Regions from separate parts of the Sus scrofa genome. Here regions 1 and 2 are each linked to region 3. A link is a contact called in public Hi-C and HiChIP or PLAC-seq data. All regions are on one chromosome and are shown on one strand. Each heading gives the region's core, a stretch centred on a gene start, on an enhancer-like site or on the middle of the called end of the contact. The rest is flanking DNA. Distances are from core to core; before and after follow the strand shown. Region 1 overlaps PRKRIP1 (PRKR-interacting protein 1). Region 2 holds the start of POLR2J (DNA-directed RNA polymerase II subunit RPB11-a). Region 3 holds the start of ORAI2 (protein orai-2).

Evidence for each region. A called contact is a pair of places that touch in the nucleus more often than the background predicts. HiChIP or PLAC-seq counts read pairs in DNA pulled down with a chosen protein or histone mark.
Region 1: an H3K27ac HiChIP or PLAC-seq map of alveolar macrophages shows a contact between it and region 3. The contact joins the enhancer-like site here to the promoter of ORAI2 in region 3. A contact is called at or near these places in 1 of 5 promoter capture datasets (liver), 10 of 47 Hi-C or Micro-C datasets (alveolar macrophages, embryonic fibroblasts, epiblast stem cells and 5 more) and 1 of 2 datasets of contacts at active chromatin or transcription factors (alveolar macrophages).
Region 2: a contact with region 3 is called in a Hi-C map of liver, with 2.1 times the contacts expected there. The contact joins the promoter of POLR2J here to the promoter of ORAI2 in region 3. A contact is called at or near these places in 2 of 47 Hi-C or Micro-C datasets (brain and liver) and 1 of 2 datasets of contacts at active chromatin or transcription factors (alveolar macrophages).

The regions. Positions count from the first base shown.
Region 1 is chr3:9,735,288-9,739,753 of Sscrofa11.1, reverse strand. The region is part of intron 5 of PRKRIP1 (PRKR-interacting protein 1); the gene reads right to left. Among named protein-coding and RNA genes, the nearest start is that of PRKRIP1, 14 kb to the right of the region's middle. Within about 2 kb of position 2,778, at least 1 of the 83 cell types and tissues checked has an H3K27ac peak or open chromatin away from gene starts, as enhancers often do. A contact at or near this core is called in alveolar macrophages, where this site is marked.
Region 2 is chr3:9,814,925-9,819,003 of Sscrofa11.1, reverse strand. It overlaps POLR2J (DNA-directed RNA polymerase II subunit RPB11-a), which reads left to right and starts at 2,347. Exons shown (of 4, transcript XM_003124394.5): 1 at 2,347-2,500; 2 at 3,629-3,718. The coding sequence starts at 2,448. RASA4B (ras GTPase-activating protein 4B) reads left to right here. Exons shown (of 22, transcript XM_013995507.2): 22 at 2,195-2,428. The coding sequence ends at 2,310.
Region 3 is chr3:9,780,072-9,784,039 of Sscrofa11.1, reverse strand. ORAI2 (protein orai-2) reads right to left here and starts at 1,414. Exons shown (of 5, transcript XM_021086289.1): 1 at 720-1,414. All of the region lies in intron 1 of LOC110259892 (a long non-coding RNA gene), which reads left to right.

The DNA of each region.
Region 1 (4,466 bases), core at 1,529-4,028, 46 kb after region 3:
CGCTGTGGCTAAGACAGCTGGGCAAACCCTGTAGCTTTTCTTCTCTGTCCTCCCAACACCCAGCCCTGGATGCAGGGGCAGCTGTAGGAAGTACGTGGCAGAGTAGGTAACTAAACTCCAGCTTTCTGGCTAGAAGACTGAAAAGGGGAGCCCCAGGGACCCAGAAACTACAGGGGAGATCAATGGAGAGGGAGGGATGAGAAGAGACCCCACTAAGTTTCTACCGACTCCTGGGCTCACTCTGACATCACCTGCGTGGAGCCGGCACTCAGCCACATGCCACATACCTTGAGAACAGAACCCAAGCACCAAACCCTGACTGGCCACTGGGTGGCATACGCTGGGCACATCTGTCAGAGCACAGCAGCAGCTTTAAAAACCAAACTGAGGAGTTCCCGTCGTGGCGCAGTGGTTAACGAATCCGACTAGGAACCATGAGGTTGCGGGTTCGGTCCCTGCCCTTGCTCAGTGGGTTAACGATCCGGCGTTGCCGTGAGCTGTGGTGTAGGTTGCAGACGCGGCTCAGATCCCGAGTTGCTGTGGCTCTGGCGTAGGCCGGTGGCTACAGCTCCGATTCAACCCCTAGCCTGGGAACCTCCATATGCCGCGGGAGCGGCCCAAGAAATAGCAACAACAACAACAACAACAAAAGACAAAAAGACAAAAAAAAAAAAAAAACCAAACTGACACTGGAACCACACTCTACAGAAGCCTGGTCAGAACCTGTGGTCTGAACACAACCAGGTAGACTGTCTGTTAAAACAAGTATCAGCAAGACCAGAGCTACACAATAGCTATATAATATGTTATTATAGAATATGCTATATCATAGAATGATGTATCATAGAATATGTCATATCACAGGGTATGTTATATTATAGGATATGTTATGTTACATAACACATCCAGAATACATAAGAAGTATTTGGCATATGAAAAATCAGGAAAATCTCAACTCGCATGGGGAAAGAAATCAACAAATGCCAATGTTGAGATGACCAAAATTACTGGGATGCTGGAATTACCCATACTTTAAATCAGATTTTTAAATACTTTTCCAGGAAGAGTGAACACTTTTGAAACAAAGAGAAAGGTAGAAAACTGCAAAGAAATAGAAGGTATAAAGAAGAATCAAGGAGTTCCCGTCGTGGCTCAGTGGCTAACGAATCCGACCAGGAACCATGAGGTTGAGGGTTCGGTTCCTGCACTTGCTCAGTGGGTTAAGGATCCGGCGTTGCCGTGAGCTGTGGTGAAGGCTGCAGATGCAGCTTGGATCTAACCTGCTGTGGCTGTGGTGTAGGCTGGCAGCAACAGCTCCCATTAGACCCCTAGCCTGGGAACCTCCCTATGCTGCAGGAGCGGCCCTAGAAAAAGGCAAAAAGACAAAAAAAAAAAAAAAGAAAAGAAAGAAAGAATCAAATGGAAATTGAAAAAAAAAATCTTTTTTTTTTTTTTTTTTTTTTGTCTTTTTGTCTTTTGTCTTTTCGTTGTTGTTGTTGTTGTTGTTGCTATTTCTTGGGCCGCTCCCGCGGCATATGGAGGTTCCCAGGCTAGGGGTTGAATCGGAGCTGTAGCCACCGGCCTATGCCAGAGCCACAGCAATGCGGGATCCGAGCCGCATCTGCAACCTACACCACAGCTCACGGCAATGCCGGATCGTTAACCCACTGAGCAAGGGCAGGGACCGAACCCGCAACCTCATGGTTCCTAGACGGATTCGTTAACCACTGCACCACGACGGGAACTCGTGAAAAAAAATCTTTTGAAAAACATAATTCACTGGATAAAATTAATAGCAGAATGGAGAGGACATGGGAAAGAGACAGCTTGGATAATGTAAATGATCCAATATGAGTAACAGAGACCAAAAAAGACTGAAAAGGGAGTTCCCTGGTGATCTAGTGGTCAGGACACAGTGCTTCCTTTCACTGCTGTGGCTGGGGTTCAATCCTTGGTCTGGGTTGGATGGAAATGCTATAAAATTTGGTTGTGATGACTATTGTACAACTATAAATGTAATAAAATTCACTGAGTAATTAAAAAAAAAACCTGCCAACCCAGAATTCTTTACCTAGTGAGAATGCCCTTCAAGAATGAAGGTGAAATAAAAATGGCTTCATATGAAGAAAAGCTAAGATAATTCATAGCCAGCAGAGCTGTTCTAACAGAATGACTAAAAGAAGTTCTTTAGACATAAGGGAAATGACACCAAACTCAAGTTTGGAACATCAGAAACAAAAGTAACAGCAACGGTAACTATCTGGTTACTATTCAAGTTTATTCTCCTCTTGAGACCTCTGAAATATATTTGATGACTGAAAACAAAAATAATAACATTATGAAAACAGAACTACCATATAATCCAGCAATTCAGCTTTTGAGTATTTACCTGAAAACACTATACGAAAAGATACATGCATTCCAATATTCACAGCAGCATTATTTACAACAGCCAAGCTATGGAAGCAACCTAAGTGTCCACTGACAGATGGATAAAGATGGGTACACACACACACACAGTGGAATATTCCTCAGCCATTAAAAAAAGAGAAGTCTTGACATTTGAGAAACATGGATGAACTCAGAGGGCATTACGCCAAGTGAAGTAAGTCAGAGAAAGGCAAATACTGAATGTTTTCACTTATTTGTGAAATCTAAAAAAACCCCCAACAAACAAACAAAACAAAACAGACTTACCGACACAGAGGACAGACTAGTGGTTACCAGAGGCAAGGAGGGTTGGGGAATGACCAAAATAGGTAAAAGGATTAAGAGGAACAAACTAGCAGTTACATAGTAAATGGGTCACAGGGATGTAATGTGCAGCATAGGGAACACAGCAGAAACTATTATAACGTATGGTGCATCATCAATGGAAATGTTCCATCGCTATGTGGTACACCCAAACATGAATACTGTGAGTCAACTCTACTGCAATTTTTTAAAAAAGTAACATTGTAAGTCAACTATACTCCAATAAAACTTATTTTAAAAGAAGAAAGATAAATAAGAAGTGATATTATCTGATGTTTTTTTTTCTTTTTTTTTTTCCCCCTTCTTTTTTATGGCCACACCTGTAGCATATGGAAGTTCTTGGGTAGGGGTTGAACTGGAGCTGCAGCTGCTGGCCTACACCACAGCCATGGCCACGCCAGATCCAAGCCACATGTGCAACCTACACTGCAGCTTGCAGCAATGCTGGATCTTTAACCCACTGAGCAAGATCAGGATTGAATCCACATCTTCACAGACACTATGTCTGTGAGCCACAACTTAGCCTGCTGAGCCACAACGGGAACTCCCTGATGGGGTTTTCAATGTATGGATATGTAAGACAAATTAAGACAACACCACAAAGAGTAAAGGAATCTATGGGATGAAAAGTTTCTGTATTCCACTTAAAGTGGTGAAATACTGATTCGAGTAGAATGTGGAGGTAGTATATATAGTAATCTCTAGAGGAACAACTAAAAAGCTACAAAATGGAAACAGTTAAAAACACAAGTTCTCTGGTGGTGCAGTGGGTTCATAACTGGCATTGTCACTACAGTGGCTTGGGTTTCTGCTGTGACTCGGGTTCAAGCCCTGGCCTGGGAACTTCCACATGCCACAGGCCAAAAAACCCCAAGCATAATAAATAATAGTATTCAGCCATAAAAAAAGAACAAAACAATGCCATTTGCAGCAACATGGATGGAACTAGATGCTCATACTAGGTGAAGTAAGTCAGAAAGACAAACACCATATGGTATCATTTACATCTGGAATCTAATATATGGCACAAACGAACCTTTCCACCGAAAAGAAATTCATTGACTTGGAGAACCGACTTGTGGTTGCCGAGGGGGAGGGAGTGGGATGGTGTGGGAGTCTGGGGTTAGCAGATGCAAACTACTGCATTTGGAGTGGATAAGCAATGAGATCCTGCTGTATAGCACAGGGAACTATATCTAGTCACTTATGACAGAACATGATGGAGGATAATGTGAGAAAAACAATGTATAAACGTGTGTGACCGGGCCACTTTGCTGTACAATAGAAACTGACAGAACACTGTAAACCAACTGCTACAGGAAAAATAAAAATCATTAAAAAAGACAAAGGTTTGGAAAAAAGGAAAAAGAATGGTAAAAATGTTCAAATAATCCAAAAGAAGACAGGAAAGGAGAATGAGAAATAAAAAATAGAGAAAACAAGAAAAAACAAAATGGTTTCACTAAAATCCAAACCTATCAAAAAATATAGAGGGTCAGAATGGATAAAAAATGTGCCAGGGGAGTTCCTGTCGTGGCACAGCCGAAACAAATCCGACCAGGAACCACGAGGTTGCAGGTTCAATCCCTGGCCTCACTCAGTGGGTTAAGGATCAGGCGTTGCTATGAGCTGTGGTGCAGGTCGCAGACTCAGCTCAGATCCTGCATTGCTGTGGCTGTGGCGTAGGCTGGCAGCTGTAGCTCCAATTTGAC
Region 2 (4,079 bases), core at 1,098-3,597, 34 kb before region 3:
AAACACAGGTCCATTCCCCAAGATTAGAGATTTGGCAGACTTTTTCTGCAAAGCCCCAGGCTTACAGGTTTTGGTCACAATTACTCTTGCAGCACAAAAGCAGCCACAGACAATAAGGCGACAAATGGGCATGGCATAATCCAGCGAAACTTGATCTACAGAAACAGGTGGCAGACTTGATTTGGTCCCAGGGCCCTCACATTTTGATAATCCCTGCCCTAGATATTTAACTAACCCTTGGTCAGGCCTGTTCATTGGTGCTTCACTGTGGCATTGATGGGACAGGCCACGCAGTCTCCCTTCCCCTTATTTCCGAGGTTGGATAAAGTTTCCTAGCATCTGTGTTCTAGCAGCCCCTTCCACAGTGGTGCCAGGCCGGCCGAGCACCCTTCAACTTAGGAGAAGATGGGAATGGCCACTTGGCCTTGTCTTGGGGCGCTCCAGCATCGAGCCTCTGAACATTCTTTGGGAAGCTGACAACTTCTGGAGCTCAGGGTCTCATGTTGGTCAGGGTATCGAAGGGGAAGTGTGACCAGAACTCCCTAGAGCAGACAGACCACCACAGTGGCAGGGACTGGACCCCCTGCCAGGTTAAAAATCCTCTCCCCAGGAGTTACCGTCATGGCTCAACGGTAACAACCCCGACTAGCATCCATGAGAATGTGAGTTCGATCCCTGGCCTCGCTCAGTGGGTTAAGGATCCAGCGTGGCTGTGAGCTGTGATGTAGGTCAGAGACGAAGCTCGGATCTGTGGCGTAGGCTGGCGGCTACAGCTCCGATCAGATCCCTAGCCTGGGAACCTCCATATGCCGTAGGTGTGGCTTTAAAAAGACCGAAAAAACAACCCTCTCCCCATCCCATCCCTGGCCCAATGAAGTCCAGCCAGCCTCATCACCCTGGGTCCCTGCAATCCTGGCAGTGGCAGCATCATTGGTGTGGACTTTCCCAGGATGACTCAGAAGGATGCAGGTTATAACCTCAGGGTATCATTACTGTCATTGTCCTCTTTTCCTCCCCAGTTAAAGAGCCTCCACCCCCACCCACTTGGCCTGGAGAGTCTAGGTTGGTGTTGGCCTCCCCCAAAGGACATTTTCTCACTCCAGGGTTCAAGGCTCAAGTAGGAACTAGCCCTTCCCAGGAAGTGGTGGGGGAAGCTCCAGATTTCCTTGAGGGCCCCTTGGGTGTTGCCCAGCCCTAAAGAAACAACTGGGAAGCTGGTAGGGCTCCAGGAGCTAATCTGAACCACAGCCCCTGTTGCTTCAAAGCACTCAGGTAGGACTCTTAGGCGAAACTGTAGAAATACCAACCCACCAAAGCTAACTCATACACTTATCTTTTCAAGTTCTTCTCACACCTGTGTTGACTCAAAACAAAAACGACAACTTGAAATTTGCGAGTTAGCTTTCATCAGGGACCTTATTGAGGACCAGAGCCTGGGAGACAGCCTCTTTGCTAGCTCTGAGGAACTGTTCCAAAGAGATGAGAGAGAAGCCAGGATATTTAGGAGTTTTTGCTGAAAAACAAACATGTAGTCACGCATCGAAAGATTACTGCTAATCACGAAAGACAGACTTCTCAAGTTAATGATTTTAGTCTTTTTCTTTGGGGAGATGCAAGAATCCGAGCTCATTGAAATTGTTCCCTGATAGGCGTCTTAACTGTCTAAGGCCAGCACCCTGTTTTTCTCCGTCCCGAATGTCCCTCAGGGCTCATAGTCAGGGGCAGGGCAGTGGCTGGCAGGCAGCCTTCTTTGTTTACTGAAATGACAGGCAACATTTTTTCTTTGTCCTCACCTGTATATACCAACCTCTTCTCCAGCCACAACTGCCCCCACTAACAAGAAGCTCATTAGGCTACAAGCCCACTTGACAAGCCAGTGACCACTCAGCCAAGAGTCCTGTAGCGGTCTGCCTTGGCAAGGGGGTTATCTATACACAACAGTCTAGCCCAGAGGAGGCTTCTTGCACCTCCCCAGTGGCCACACCTGCCTACCCCACCAAGGCTCTACCACCCCAATGCTCCATTCTTCATTCGGAAGCCTCCTGCTGTGTACTCCAAGGGCACATTTCCAAAGAGGGATCAAGGGACAGCGGGAGTGGAAAGAACAGCTCAGGGTTCCGCTTGAAATGGACAAGGAGGTGTCAAAACCAATCACCCGCTAGTGATCTGAGCATGCGCCAAATTGCTCCCCCAGGTGAGCCCGGGAGGGGAGTCTCCGGATTCACGCGTGCGCAGAACAACCAGCTCATCTCGCCGGCTTTTCGCGTGCCTGAGCAAGATCCTCCAGACCGACAGGGGGCAATGAACTAGTTCCCACACGGGTTTGGCGCCGCTAGCGTAATCCGGAAGTAGCCGCTGACCCGGAAGTGGTCGGGCTCTAGGTTTCGGGAGGCGGTGGTGGTGGTGGCGGCGATAGCTGACTCTTTGGAGGTGGCCGCGGTGCTAGGATGAACGCCCCTCCTGCCTTCGAGTCGTTCTTACTCTTCGAGGGCGAGAAGAAGTAAGTGGAACCGGCCTGGGCGGGGAAGGTGGCGGGACCGTCAGCGCACGCAGGTTCTGGGGAGTCTCTGCCCGTCCTCTGTTGCGTGGGGACAGAAGCCACTTTTGCTCGAGCGTCTGCTCGGCCGAGAGCTTCACACCTGTGTCTGCCAAACTTAAGACAGTCCTAGGCGGTGGTGAGTCTCCCCGTTTTGCAGAGGAAACCAAGGCTCAGAGAGGTTAAGTAACAAAGTGGCCGGTCTGTATTCTGGGATCTGGTAGCCCCCTCACTGGTCTTCCCCTCCGCCGCCTTCATCCTTTTTGTTGCATCCAGAGGGATGGCTCTCAGACTCACACCGGATCTTCATTCGCTGGTGTAAAACCTCCAGGGACTGCTCATTGCTTGCAGAGGAAGCCAAGTGTAATCCAGTGCTCAGGCAGACTGGGCTTGGCTCCTGGATCCCCTATTTAAGGACTCTGTGGTTTTGGGCAGGTGATTTAATCTGCCCGAGGCCCACTTTCCCCATCTAGAAAAAGGGCTTATTACTGTATTAAATCATAGGTTATTCTCTAAGAGGAGATTAAACGAGATAGTTTATGTGAAGTATTTAGTCCTGGGCTCAGCACTGGCTCTTCTTTCTCATAATTACCTGTTTTGCAGGGCTCTGTGTTCTAGCCCCTGCCATCCCTGTCACTCTCCCTTGCGAGGCAGTAGCTCTCAGCTGGGGGCCATTTTGCCCCCCACCCCCCGCCCAAAGAACTTTGGCAGAGTCTGCAGATGTTTTTGATTGTCATATAGGGGATGCTCCTGGCATTTAGTGGGTAGAAGCCCGGGCTTCTGCCAGCATCCCGCAGTGTGTCATACGGCCCCCTGCAAACAAGAGTTGTCTGACCTAAAATGGCAGTGGTGCCAAGGTGGAGAAGGAGCAATCCAGAGTAGGCATGGGTCCCACAGAACCAGACGTGGCAGGGCTCGAGGTATAGCCACACTGCTGCTCTGAGAATGAGAGGTCTTCCTGATGAAGAGATGGGGAAAGGCTTCGAGGAGGAGGAGGAGGAGGTGGGGCTGAGCCTGCCTTGAAGGGCAGGGTTTAGAGTCCCGGAAGGAGGGAACCCCCAGCCCCCACCTGTCGCCTTTACCTCTTCCTAGGATCACCATCAACAAGGACACCAAGGTGCCCAATGCCTGTCTGTTCACCATCAACAAGGAAGACCACACGCTGGGAAATATCATTAAATCGTAAGCTCCAAGTCAAAGGCTTTTGGTGGTTGTGTTTAACGGGGCTCTTTGGAAGGACAGGCAAAAGTTCCAGATGATCTCAAGTCTTTCTAAGCTCCAGGAAGTCCTTCTGGGTGCTGGCTCTGGGAATTCACATCCTAGTATCTTTTCTTCAAAATGACACTGGCCCCTATCTGTTCACGTAGCTATGTGTCTGCGTTGGCTCAGTTATCTGGCTAAAGGAAGGGAATGTGCAGTGAGTTGCGAAGTAGGCCCGGTTGGGATGCTGTGCTCACGAGCGAGCGTGGGGAAGCAGTCAGGGTTGGCCACCCACCCTGCCACCGTTTGTGACATTGACCTTGATGATGCATGGTATTCTAAG
Region 3 (3,968 bases), core at 165-2,664:
TGTTGAAAGGAGAGAGTTTTGTTTCTTTTTTGTTTGTTTTTCTTTTATGGCTGCACCTGCAGCATATAGACGTTCCCAGGCCAGGGATTGAATCCAAGCCACAGCTGCGACCTGTGGCAACGACAGATCCTTTAACCCATTGCGCTGGGCCAGGGATTGGACCTGTGCCTCTGCGGTAACCTGAGCTGCTGCAGTCTGATTCTTAACCCACTGCACCACAGTGGGAACTCCAGGAGAGAGAGTTATTGATCATAATACCAGGTGCCCAGGTCATTGAGTGGGAGGGAGGGTCAGGTACAGTCCAAGTACGGGCCACTCGGCTGGGATGTCTTGGCTGTGGTTTGGGTGTCATTTGCCTGGTTTGCTGTCTTGGCAAAAAGCGACTTCCTCTCCCAAGGCCTCTGCTACCCCACATTTGAGGAAGACCAATTCTGTGAGGCGTATCCGGGAGTAAACCATTCAGCAGAGAGTGCCCTGTGTCCAGGGAACCCCATGGGCCTTGCTGTCTCTCTCCCCCAGTCTCATCCAGGATGGCCGAACACCCCATTTGGACAACCATCCGGTCCCCCCACCCAGCAGGTCTGTCCCCTTGTCCCGTCACTCCCACGGCTTGGCACTTAACGATCACCCCCTGTGAGGTCTTAACTGCAAATGTCCTGTTTTCCGACCTGCTCTTCCTCACTCGGTCCCCAGCCCCCCCTTCACCTGCTGAAACACACATTTCACCTCTCCGCCTCCTTTTCGCATCTCACTTCTTGATTCTCGGGCTCCCCTTCTCCCCCCTTTGCAGCAGGCACTGCCTTTGTCTCTCCCTCGCCCACTGTCTGCTGCGTCTGAAGGTCTCAGCTGATGCCTTTTCTGTGCCGGCCTTCCATTTGGAAACTCTCCTTCCTCCTCCAGGGACCCCGCTGGACTCCGCTGCCCTCTGGCTCTCTGTCCGCTGCAGGTGGTGTTGCTCACGTCCTGTCTGGGTCCCTTTCTCTCCACCTCTCCCCGCCCTGCCTCACGCCCCCATTCCCCGCATGACTCCCAAGTCGTCACCCACAACCCTGACCTCTTCCCACCCTGGCAGGGCGGGTCCCAATCTGCCAGCCTCGCCTGCGCACAGCTGAATCCCTCCTATTTCCCTCACGTACCTGCTGTACCCCCCAGGTCACCTGTCCCACGGAGGGCTCCACCCGCCGCCCAACTGGTGACTCTCTAGGTCTGGTGCCATCCCTGCCTCCTGTCCTGCCCTTCGAGTCTCTGAACTCTCCCCCCTTCTCCCCCTCCCCCTGGTCCCTCTCATAATTCAGGCCATTGTCACCTCTGGTTTGAGTTACTCTCCCCTAGTCCTGGAGGCATGGTTCCCAGGCCCACAGCACCCCGGAGACACTGCACTGACCTTTTTCTTTCTTTCTTTCTTTTTTTGTCTTTAGGGCCGCACCCGCGGCATAGGGAACTGCCCAGGCGAGGGGTTGAACTGGAGCTGCAGCTGCCAGCCTACACCACAGCCACCGCAACACCAGATCCAAGCTGTGTCTGCAACTTACACCGCAGCTCATGGCAACGCTGGATCCTTAACCCACTGAGCAGGGTCAGGGATTGAACGGGTGTCCCGGTGCTGCAGAGACACTGCTGATCCTGTTGTGCCACAGTGGGAACTCCTAAAGCCCTTTTCTGCAAACAAGAAACAGGGGACGTGGAAAGACCTTTGTACCTGGGGGACCTGCAGGGTCCTGCTCAGTTTCAACCCCCTTTTTCTTTGATTGTCCTCAGTCTTGAGGGGAACAGGCCTGTGTTGGAACGTGTATAAAGTTCTGGATAGAGAGGTTAGTGATAACTCAGCAGAAGACCTTGGTTTGCGGGGAACTTGAGTAGAAAGAGGCCACAGGGAGTTCCCTTTGTGGCTCAGCAGTTAAAGAAACCGACTAGGATCCATGAGGATGTGGGTTCAGATCCCTGGCCTCACTCACTGGGTTAAGGATCTGGCGTTGCTGTGACTGTGGCATAGGCTGGTGGCTGCAGCTCCGATTCGACCCCTAGCCTGGGAACTTCCATATGCCCCAGGTGTGGCCCTAAAAAGCAAAAAAAGAAAAGAAAGAGGCCACAGGATCCATCCCAGTTAGAGACACTGGTGGTGTGGACTGGGGTGAAGGAGGCAGAGACCCTGAGAGTGAGCAGGCCCAGGGAAGTGGATGGACGTGGGGGGGCGGTGAGAACCAGGAACCAAAGAGGCCCCCAACTCCTAGGTTAGGGGCTCACCAGGTGGATGGGGGTGCATTTTGCCAACGTGGGAAGATAGAGGAGGAACATGCTTGGGGGTGAAATGAAGTTTTTCTTATATTGAACTCACAGTGCCCATTAGACACCCAAGGGGGACGTTGGGGACGCAGGTGGCTTCAAGTCTGGTCTCCAAAGGGACGTTGAAGCCACAGACTCAGAAGACACCAGTGAGGCTGTGCTTAAAGCCACAGGTTACATAAGATCTCTGCGTTCTGGGTGACTCCAATATTTAGAGTTGAGCAGAAAGGAAAGAAGCAAGAGAAAGGCAGAGCAAGCCGGGAGCCAGTGCTGTCAGGAGGGCTCACAGGACTTCCTCTGGCTCAGGGGTTAAAAGCCTGCTGCTGTCCCTGCTGTGGCTCCGGTTGCTGCTGTAGCCCAGGTTCAACCCCTGGCCTGGGAACGTCCATATTCTGTGGGTGCAGCCAAAAATGAAAAGAAAATGCTAGGAGTTCCCATCATGGCTCAGCAGAAACAAATCTGACTAGCATCCATGAGGACACAGGTTCGATCCCTGGTCTCGCTCAGTGGGTTAAGGGTCTGGCATTGCCGTGAGCTGTGGTGTAGGTCGCAGACACGGCTCAGATCTGGTGTTGCTGTGGCTGTGGTGTAGGCTGGCAGCTGCAGCTCCAATTTGACCCCTAGCCTGGGAACTTCCATATGCTGCGGGTGCAGCCCTAAAGAGACAAAAGAAAAGAAAATGCTAGAAGAAGAGTAAAAAACTGCATAGAATACTACCAAGGGCTGGCTTGGGCATGACTAGAAGGATTTCAGCAGATTGACAGGGAGGAAAGCTTGGAGAGGGATGGGAGCCAAGAGTCGGAAGCAAACACAGTGAGAACCCTGGGGGCATTTGGCCTGCGGTTGCGGGGAGGACGGGAAGGGGGCGGCAGGTGAGGAGAACATGGGGACAGGGCTTCTGGTTTGTTGCTTCAGGATGGGAGATGCTGGGCTGCTGGCTGTGGGGAAGGGGCCAGGAGACAAAGATGGTATATCCTGCACTCTGTGTGTGTGTGTGTGAGCGTGCACGCGCTTGTGAAGCAGGCTGGGGGTTGACATGCTGGGCTTGAGGGGCTGCCTGCAGGCTCTGCTTTGTCCAGGTCCCTGTGAGACCGTCACGGGCCGGGGGAGGTCTGGGGAGGGAGGACAGGTAACTGCCTTTTGGAAAGTGAGCGAATGAATAGATGAGGGCAGTGTAGACCTCAGGAGAGCTGGGTCCAGGCTCCTGCCTTCCCCTGGGACTGGGCCGGGGGAGATCCAGGGCTGTTGGCACCAGGACCGTTGCTCTAAAGTACGATTCCTTTGCCTCAGGACACACCGGCCTCTGCCTTCGCAGGGCTGCTTAGCTCGTCACTCGCTCTCCAGACACACAGTTCACTCTCCTCCATGGTGGGGAGAGTCTATACAGTTGCTTCAAGCACTGAGTTAGCGAATACCGAACCGAATAGGGGGCTGGGTTTCTGTGAGCCTCTGGTCATATGAACCGATCAATACACAACCTTGTTTTATGTGTTTGTATTTAAAGACCCTTTCAATAGTCTATTCCTGATTGACTAATGCTGAACTCGCAGCCAAGGGCAGGCACCATGACTCAGGCCCGCAGGAGGCATCTCTGAGACACGCTGGCCTCCCTGCGCTCAGGAACACCAGCCAGCCCTTCAGCACCATGCAAGATGGCAAAATCATCAAGAAAAAGCACAAAGATG